3 separate regions of the Sus scrofa genome follow, and all the other regions are linked to region 3. A link is a contact called in public HiChIP or PLAC-seq data. All regions are on one chromosome and are shown on one strand. The core of a region is the stretch at or near the end of the contact, and the rest is flanking DNA. Distances in the headings are between cores, read along the strand shown. Region 1 holds the start of QTRT1 (queuine tRNA-ribosyltransferase catalytic subunit 1). Region 2 holds the start of ICAM3 (intercellular adhesion molecule 3). Region 3 holds the start of KEAP1 (kelch-like ECH-associated protein 1).

Region 1 (2,700 bases), core at 39-2,538, 160 kb before region 3:
TCTGTATTCAGGAGCCACAGAATATCTATATTCAGGGGTCTGAAAACACCAATCTGCTTAGAAGATGTGAAGGTTTGAACCTGTTTCCAAGGCACTTTATGAAACTGAAAAATGTTAGCTGACCTTATCAAGGAATAGGGGATAGTAATGGAGATGGGAGGGGTCTAAAGCCTCCCCAGTACCCTCATGTTGCCCCCATTATTTCAAAATATCTTTGCCAGCTAATTTACTATTTAAAAAACAATAGCAATAAAGATAACACTAAAAGCTACCATGTGTGTCAGAACTGTGATAAGAGATTTACTGACATCATTATTTTTAGTAACTATCCCCATTTGGACTGGCTCAACTGAGGCTCAGGGATGGGGAGTGACTGGCTCAAAGTCAAGCAGGAGAGGGGGAGGCCTGTCTCACCTCGACTTCCAAAAGTCAGGGGAAGGGGCGGCTCCCCGGGATCCGCTCACCCAGTGCGTTCTGGATCTCCACGGACCTCTCCGGGCTCAGAAGGGTTTCATCACCGTCGTAAGGGGAGCGGAAGCGGACGCCCTCCTCCGTCACTTCGGACAGGGACACCAGGGACACCATCTGGAAGCCGCCGCTGTCCTGAGGGAAACCCCATCGCAAGGCTGTCAGGAAAGGGATTGGGACTATCCACCCAAAAGGAGTACTCTCGGATCACATCCTCGAACCCATCTTACCGTCAGCAGATTGTGAGGCCAATTCATAAAGCCGTGGAGACCGTGGGCTTTCTGGATCAGATCAGGGCCCTGGGTTAGAGGAAGAAAGGATCAGGTTAGGGGTGAACTCAACCCGGGGCGGGGGGTCCAAGTTTGGCTGCGATACAGTTTGCCAGCTTCCATCCTCGCTGTTTCCTTACGCCCAGCACAAGGCCTGGGCCATCTGAGACGCTCGATACTCATTTGTCTACAGACTTTGTGAGGCGTGCCCCAAGGGCATCTCCTGGGCCCCCCAAGCTCCGCCGCCCCGCTGGGAAAGAGCCCACCCACCGGCCTCAGACCCAGATGGTAGGTGTTGCCCAGGCAGATGCGGCAGCCCAGCGCATCCAGTTGCTCAGCGGTGATGCCCTTCATGGTGGCTTGCGTGCCCACTGGCATGAACACTGGAGTAGCCACTGGCCCGTGTGGCAGCCGCAGCTCCCCTGCTCGGGCCCTGGAACGGCTACACTCGGCCACCAATCGCAGGATGCGCGGGGCGGAATCCAAAGAAGTCTGGCTAGCGGCTGCCGCCATCTTGCCTACCGGAACCACGTGGGCACTGGAACACCCTGGGCGGCGCCATGTTGGCTGAAGTCACGTGGCGCACGACGCAAGCACAGGCCCAGGGAGAGCGTCAGATGAACCATGGAAACGGCTCGCCTTTCTTTTCGCTACTCCTGGATCGTTCCCACGAGGAGCGCACTGCCGCGAAGTATTGTCTTGGTGTGGAGGCCTAGTCCCGCCACTTCCTCGCAATCAAAGCCTCACTAAGTAATAATTTTGGGAGTTCCCGTCGTGGAGCAGTGGTTAACGAATCCGACTAGGAACCATGAGGTTGCGGGTTCGGTCCCTGCCCTTGCTCAGTGGGTTAACGATCGAGCATTTCCGTGAGCTGTGGTGTAGGTTGCAGACGCGGCTCGGATTCCGCGTTGCTGTGGCTCTGGCGTAGGCCGGTGGCTCCAGCTCCGATTCGACTCCTAGCCTGGGAACCTCCATATGCCGCGGGAGCGGCCCAAAGAAATAGCAAAGACAAAATAATAATAATAATAATAATAATTTTATCTTCCATCAAATGGGGTGAATAATAGTATCTAGACGTTAGGACATTGTGAATATTGAGAGACAGAATGGATGTGTATAGATTTTTACACGGTGCCTGACACAATCTCTTGTCTATCTTGATCGTTGCGTTGCTCCAAGTGCTTGGAATAGGACCTAGTGCATAGTATGCACTCAATAATTATTAGTTTCTTCGGTGCAAGAAGAAATCACAGATTTTCAGAGGGAGAGACTAAAGTCCAGAACCTTTTTATATTTATTAGGTCATTCATTCAAAAAATACTTACATATACATCCCCACTAGGGCCAGCCTCCATGCCACAGAGGGTGAGAGAGGGTGGGTCACGGATTTATTAAGCACTAGCTGTGTGCTGCTACTAATAATAGCAATATACGATGTATATTTTAATAATACTGATTGGAAATGGAGCTGATATATGTTATGGCCAGCAGAGGGCACATCTGCCCCAGAAGCCTTCCTCTCAGGTCAGCGAAACTGACCCAAGAGCTTGGGCTAATGCTGTTTCCCAGGCTGGTGAAGTCCTCACTGAGGCCGTGTCTGGAAAACACCCACCAATGACGCCCAATTCGGGGCCTTTGCAGCAACATTCATCTTTGATTTATTTATTTATTGTCTTTTTAGGGCTATGCCCAGAAGATATGAAAATTCCCAGGCTAGGAGTCGAGTAGGAGCTGCAGGTGCCGGCCTACACCACAGCCACAGCAACACAGGATCCCACCCAGTCTACAACCTGCACTGCAGCTCACGGCAATGCTGGATCCTTAACTCACCTTAACCTATTGAGCGAGGCCAGGGATCAAACCCTTGTCCTCACGGGTACTAATCGGGTTCGTTACCGCTGAGCCACGACAGAAACTCAGGAAAGTGACTATTTTAAAGAGTTTCAAGACTCGTTTCACTGAG
Region 2 (2,700 bases), core at 20-2,519, 140 kb after region 3:
TGGTGGGAGAATGCAGTGTCGCAGCCACTGGGGAAAACACCATCATAGCCCTCAACAAAGTCCCTCTCTGGAGCTCAGAGCAGAGGCACAGGAGACAGGTCAGTGGTCTGAGAAATGGAGCTGATGGAGGGGATATGCCCACCCGACCCCCACCCCGCAGTCCCTTCTCTTGGATAAAGACCACCTCTCTGGAGGGAAGGGCAAGGGGGGATGGGGATAGGGGGAAGGGGTTACAAATAGCCCCTTGGCAAACGGTGGTTCCAGATTTAGCCATCTCCACACACCCCACCTCGGCACTGCACCCAGGGAATGTGGGGACCTTCCCCCAAGACCCTCAAAGGTAAGGGGCCCTGGGAGTTCCCGTTGTGGTGCAGCAGAAACGAATCTGACTAGGAACCATGAGGTTGTGGGTTCGATCCCTGGCCTTGCTCAGTGGTTCTGGGACCAGCATTGCCATGAGCTATGGTGTAGGTTGCAGATGCGGCAGGGATCCTGCTTTGCTGTGGCTGTGGCATAGGCCAGCAGCTACAGCTCCGATTCAACCCCTAGCCTGGGAACCTCCATATGCCGCGGGTACAGCCCTAAAAAGACAAAAAGACAATAAATAGGAGTTCCCGTCGTGGCGCAGTGGTTAACGAATCCGACTAGGAACCATGAGGTTGCGGGTTCGGTCCCTGCCCTTGCTCAGTGGGTTAACGATCCGGCGTTGCTGTGAGCTGTGGTGTAGGCTGCAGACGCGGCTCGGATCCCGCGTTGCTGTGGCTCTAGCGTAGGCTGGCAGCTACAGCTCCAATTCGACCCCTAGCCTGGGAACCTCCATATGCCGCAGGAGCGGCCCAAAGAAATAGCAAAAAAAAGACAATAAATAAATAAACAAAGGTAAGTGGCCCCCATAGGAATCATTGGGGCAGCCAACACAGAGCCTGGCACAAGTGCCCAATCAGTGTGAGCTCTGTTCATTGTCATGGCTTCACTCATCTTAGGCGGTCTCTCATTATCACCTCCAAATCTCTTCTTTGCCCCCCAGGAAGGTTGAGATCTCATGCTAACTCCTCAAGTCTGCTCATGGTTGCCTCCTTGAAATGTTGCCTTGAAGTCCCACCCTATCTATCACTTCGAGGCAAGTGTCTGAATATCCCCCAGTAACTTCCTGCTTGGGACAGAGCATCTGCCCCACTTCACCAAAGTTCAACAGGAAGATGTTTCACACCCCTCCCCCTAAGGCTTTCCAGTGCTGTTAACAAAGGAAGATGATAGTGTTAGCACTTCCTGTGGGTTCATGTGGGATCAGGGTTTAACTGAGGTCTGCCCTCTCAGAGGCTTGCCAGAGCCTTCCACCCCATTGGGCCCCCCAACTCGGAACCCCGGGGGGGACAGAGTATCCCCTGCCCCTCCCCAGGACTGGACAAGGTGCGGCCCCTGGACTGCAGCCTTCGTAACTGCAGTGACTGTGCTTCCTTCCCCTGGGTGACTCGCTTGCTCCGTGGTAGCCAGCACCTCATTAAGGCAACTTCCTCCTGCAGGATGGCCACCATGGTGCCATCGTGGCTGCCGTCCGGGGCCTACTGGATTTTCCTCATCTCTCTGCTTCTAGTTGCCTGTCTACTACCCCCAGGTGAGGTACAGGGGAGGGCTGGAATTGGGGAATTGGGAGGGGAGGGGAAGGCCCACAGAGCATCTCACACCCTGCTGCCTGGGGCTGTGGTAACTTACGCTTTTTTTTTTTTTTTTTTAAATGAGAGTTGCAACGTTTATTTCAGGTTCTCTCTTTGGGTTTTTTTGTATATTTTTTTTTCTTTTTTGCCACACAGGCAGTATGTGGGAATTCCTGGGCCAGGACAGCAGCACAGCAGCAACCAGAGCCACAGCGGTGAGAACGCAGGAGCCTCAACCTGCTAGGCCATCAGAGAACTCCCAACTTACGCTTCTTTAGCTCTGATCTGCTGGGGGGCTCACCAATGTCCTTGGGAGAGAGTGATGGCTCCTGCACTCAGCCCTCAGGGCTCCCTAAGGCCCAACCCTGCATTTGACTTGTTCCCCGCCACCTCCACAAAACACACACACACACAAATGCACATACATGCATGCGAACACGAAAACACGCATGCAAACACGAAAACACACATGCACACCTGCACCTCTCCCTGCTCCATCTGGAGCCTCCACCTCTGCCTGTGCTCTTCCAGCTGCCAGGATCACCCTTTCACTTGGATAACTCCTTAAACCTTTAAAACTGGCCACATTGTAATGTATACAAGTAAGGATAACCTGACCCCCTTGCTGTACAGTGGGAAAATTAAAAAAAAAAAAAAAACTGGCCACAGTGGTCCTCTCCTCCAGGAGGCCTTCCCTGACTCACTTTCTCCTGGTGACTGGATCAGGGTCTCCTCTGGCCTCTGTCCCAGTTCTCTTGCGTTCCTGGTTCATTGAATGTATTTCTCCACTAAACCGAAACACCTGGAAGGCAGGGACCATCTCAACAAGAGGAGGTGCCGAATGGTGGGGCCTGCTGCAGATGGGATGCGTGGGTTGCGGGGCATTGGAGCCCCCAGCAGAGTTTCCCTTAATTCTTGCAGGTGCTCAGGGGCAGGAGTTCCAGATGAGAGTGGAGCTGCAGCCCCCAGCAGTGCTTCCTGGAGAGTCTGTCTTGGTAAACTGCAGTACAGATTGCCTCCATGCTAAACTCATCTCCGTAGAGAC
Region 3 (2,700 bases), core at 130-2,629:
CACCACAGCCACAGCAATGTCAGATCTGAGTGGCATCTGTGACCTACACCACAGCTCAAGACAACCCAGGATCTGCAACCCACTGACCAAGGCCAGGGATCGAACCTGCGTCCTCATGGGTGCTAGTCAGATTCGGTTCCGCTGAGCCAGGACAGGAACTTCTCACTTAAGTTTTCATATAGATGTACTCTTAAAAAAATTTTTAATGCATTTATTGAAGTTACCTTTATATCACAGACAGCATAAGTGGTAAATCAGTATCACTTGCCATGAAGAATAAAAATCCATATTTTATTGGGCGCAAGTGTTCTTATTTAGTATTCCAGATAACCTAGCAGGTAGGTGCTTTTATTGTTAACATTCTTATAGCGAGGAAACTGAAGCCTGGAGAGGTTAATTAAGCTACAGGCCCACCCGCACAGAGCTAGAGTGGCAGAGCTGGAGTTCGTATCTCTTCCCGAGAGCTTCACGCTCTTTCAGATTGGCGATAACTAAAAAATAAAGACAATGAAAATTCAAGTGGGTAGACAATTCTAACTGGATCCTGCGCTGCCTTAATGTGAGGCCCGCGCCCTGTGAAGTTAAAGGGACAAAGAAGAGCAGGTCGTGGACAGCAGACACGCACAGAAATCGACAAAACTAGGCGGATGGAGGGGACTGCGAGGGGGGTACCGGCCAGATAGGCTTCGCGGTGATCCCTCGCCCGATGCCCAGCTCTATGCCCACGGGCGCCGAGGCACCTGCGGGAAGGGCGGGGAATCGAGACTCCTTCCCCGCCGCGCCCTCTCCGCCCTCTCCCCGCCTCCTTCCCGGGCGTCCTGAGGCTGCCCCCCCACTCGACGGCCGCGACCCCGAAGGCTGAGCCACCCCAGAACCAAGGCCCCCCCGCGACGGCGGAAGCGCCCGCGGGCCTCTCACAAGGAAAATTAGTCGAGAGCCGCCCCCGGCCGGGCCGAGGCCCTTAGGGCTTCCCGGAAGCTCGGTGAGCGGGTGGCACCACGGTGCCCCAGAGCCGCCGCGGAGCCCAGGCTTCCCCACCTCGTAGGGAGAGCGGCAGAGGCTACGCGACGACCCAGGTGAGCGCGGCGGCAGGTCGGCGGTGGTGAGGGATGCCCACTGATCCCTGGTGCGGGGACGGGCTGGGCCTCGAACCTGGGGCTCTGATTCTCTGCGGCTCCTACCACGAGTTTGGGAGCGCCGAGCGCTGCGGTCATTGGCCCCGTCGCAAAGACCGCTGTGGTCGCCGCGCTGAGGCTGCGCAGCTGGGCGACAGCTAGCGTGGGCGGGGTGGGGTGGGGAGCGGCCCCTCCGCTGTCCCCGCCGCTCGAGGAGGCCGGGGGCCGCCGGGACTTTTATTCTGACACGGCCGGCGCCCGGCTCTGCTTAGTCATGGTGACCTGCGCGCGTTCCGCACCTCCCCCCTGCACGCTGCGATGGAGGCGCCTGGGCCTGGGCGACGGAGGCGGAGCCCGAGAGCGGCCATGGCGGGGTGAGTGAGGCGGCCTGCGCCCGGGCGGCGGGTACCGTGGGCCGTGAGTGCCCTGCGGCCGTGCCTGGGGGCCGGAGAACTGCGCGTTGCGGGCCGGTCGCCTCGGGGTTCCCGCGGCTCCGCGGAGGCCAGAAGGGTGCGGTTCGAGTCGGAGCCTTTTGTTGGACGGCGCAACTCGCGGGGTGGCCCGAGAGCGACGCAAACCGAGCCAAGGGCCCAGGGAGCGCCGCTCCGACCAAGGCCGGGGGATTCCGGGACGTTGGGGGGCTTGGTCTTCGCCCTGGGGCTGGCAGTGGAGAGGCGGCGGCGGGGTCACTTCCTCCCTTTTCCAGGCCTTGGCAGCTCAGGCAGGACATGCGCAGTCTCCCACTTACCGCTTCATGGGGGTGGCGGGGGAGTGCCCAGGGCCCAGGGGGCACCGTTGGCCGATTGGCCCATGACCAAGAGGCCGGCCTGGGCCTCAGCTGGGGAGAGGCGGCCATGGCCCGGTGGAGGAGGGTGATCTGGCAGGCACACTGGAGTGGGCAGTCAGCCAGCCATAGCTCATTGACCCCTGCACGGTGCCAGATCCCAGGCAGAGAGGCACAGGAGAGGATGGGCACAGCCCTGACCTACACAGGGCTACCTGTCCTCAGAAACCTGGGGGCTCAGGGCCAGACGGATGGGCCATCCTTCAAGGAGGAAGCAAAGGAGCTCATTTCAATTCTTGACAAGTGCTGTGATGGAAATAAAGCAGGGAGGAGGTGACTGAGTTGAGCCCAGGGAAAGATGAGTTAGAGAAACTTGGGGAGCCTCTTGCAGATTCCCTCCTCCCTGAAGGACTTTTCAAAACACAGCTCCTGCCCTGGCTGTCGAGTCTCCACAGGTTTCTTGGAAACCCTTCAATAGTCATTATGCTCATTATACTCCTTACCGATTTTTCAGATTGCCTGTCATTCTGCCTCTGAGCCTTTGCACTTGCTCTCTCTCTGCCTAGAAAACTCTCATCCCACCCCCACCTCCTTCATATGTTCACCCCTCTTGTCTCAGCACCAACAGAGGCCTGGAATACCTGAGTTAAAGTAACTGCCCTCAAGTCACACTATCACAATGTGCTGTCATTTCCTTCAAAGCCTCAATTTTTGCTCAAGTCTTGCTTATTTTACTTATGGCTCCTCCATTCCCAAGTGTCAGCTCTAAGGGAGCACAGTGTATGTCAGTCTTACTCACTG

Evidence for each region. HiChIP or PLAC-seq counts read pairs in DNA pulled down with a chosen protein or histone mark.
Region 1: an H3K27ac HiChIP or PLAC-seq map of alveolar macrophages shows a contact between it and region 3. The contact joins the promoter of QTRT1 here to the promoter of KEAP1 in region 3. A contact is called at or near these places in 1 of 47 Hi-C or Micro-C datasets (heart right ventricle) and 1 of 2 datasets of contacts at active chromatin or transcription factors (alveolar macrophages).
Region 2: a contact with region 3 is called in an H3K27ac HiChIP or PLAC-seq map of alveolar macrophages. The contact joins the promoter of ICAM3 here to the promoter of KEAP1 in region 3. A contact is called at or near these places in 1 of 47 Hi-C or Micro-C datasets (liver) and 1 of 2 datasets of contacts at active chromatin or transcription factors (alveolar macrophages).

Annotation. Positions count from the first base shown.
Region 1 is chr2:69,449,380-69,452,079 of Sscrofa11.1, reverse strand. QTRT1 (queuine tRNA-ribosyltransferase catalytic subunit 1) reads right to left here and starts at 1,288. Exons shown (of 10, transcript XM_003123209.4): 1 at 1,008-1,288; 2 at 699-767; 3 at 465-603. The coding sequence starts at 1,250.
Region 2 is chr2:69,148,790-69,151,489 of Sscrofa11.1, reverse strand. It overlaps ICAM3 (intercellular adhesion molecule 3), which reads left to right and starts at 1,269. Exons shown (of 5, transcript NM_001145379.2): 1 at 1,269-1,615; 2 at 2,577-2,700. The coding sequence starts at 1,525.
Region 3 is chr2:69,288,188-69,290,887 of Sscrofa11.1, reverse strand. It overlaps KEAP1 (kelch-like ECH-associated protein 1), which reads left to right and starts at 1,379. Exons shown (of 6, transcript NM_001114671.1): 1 at 1,379-1,489.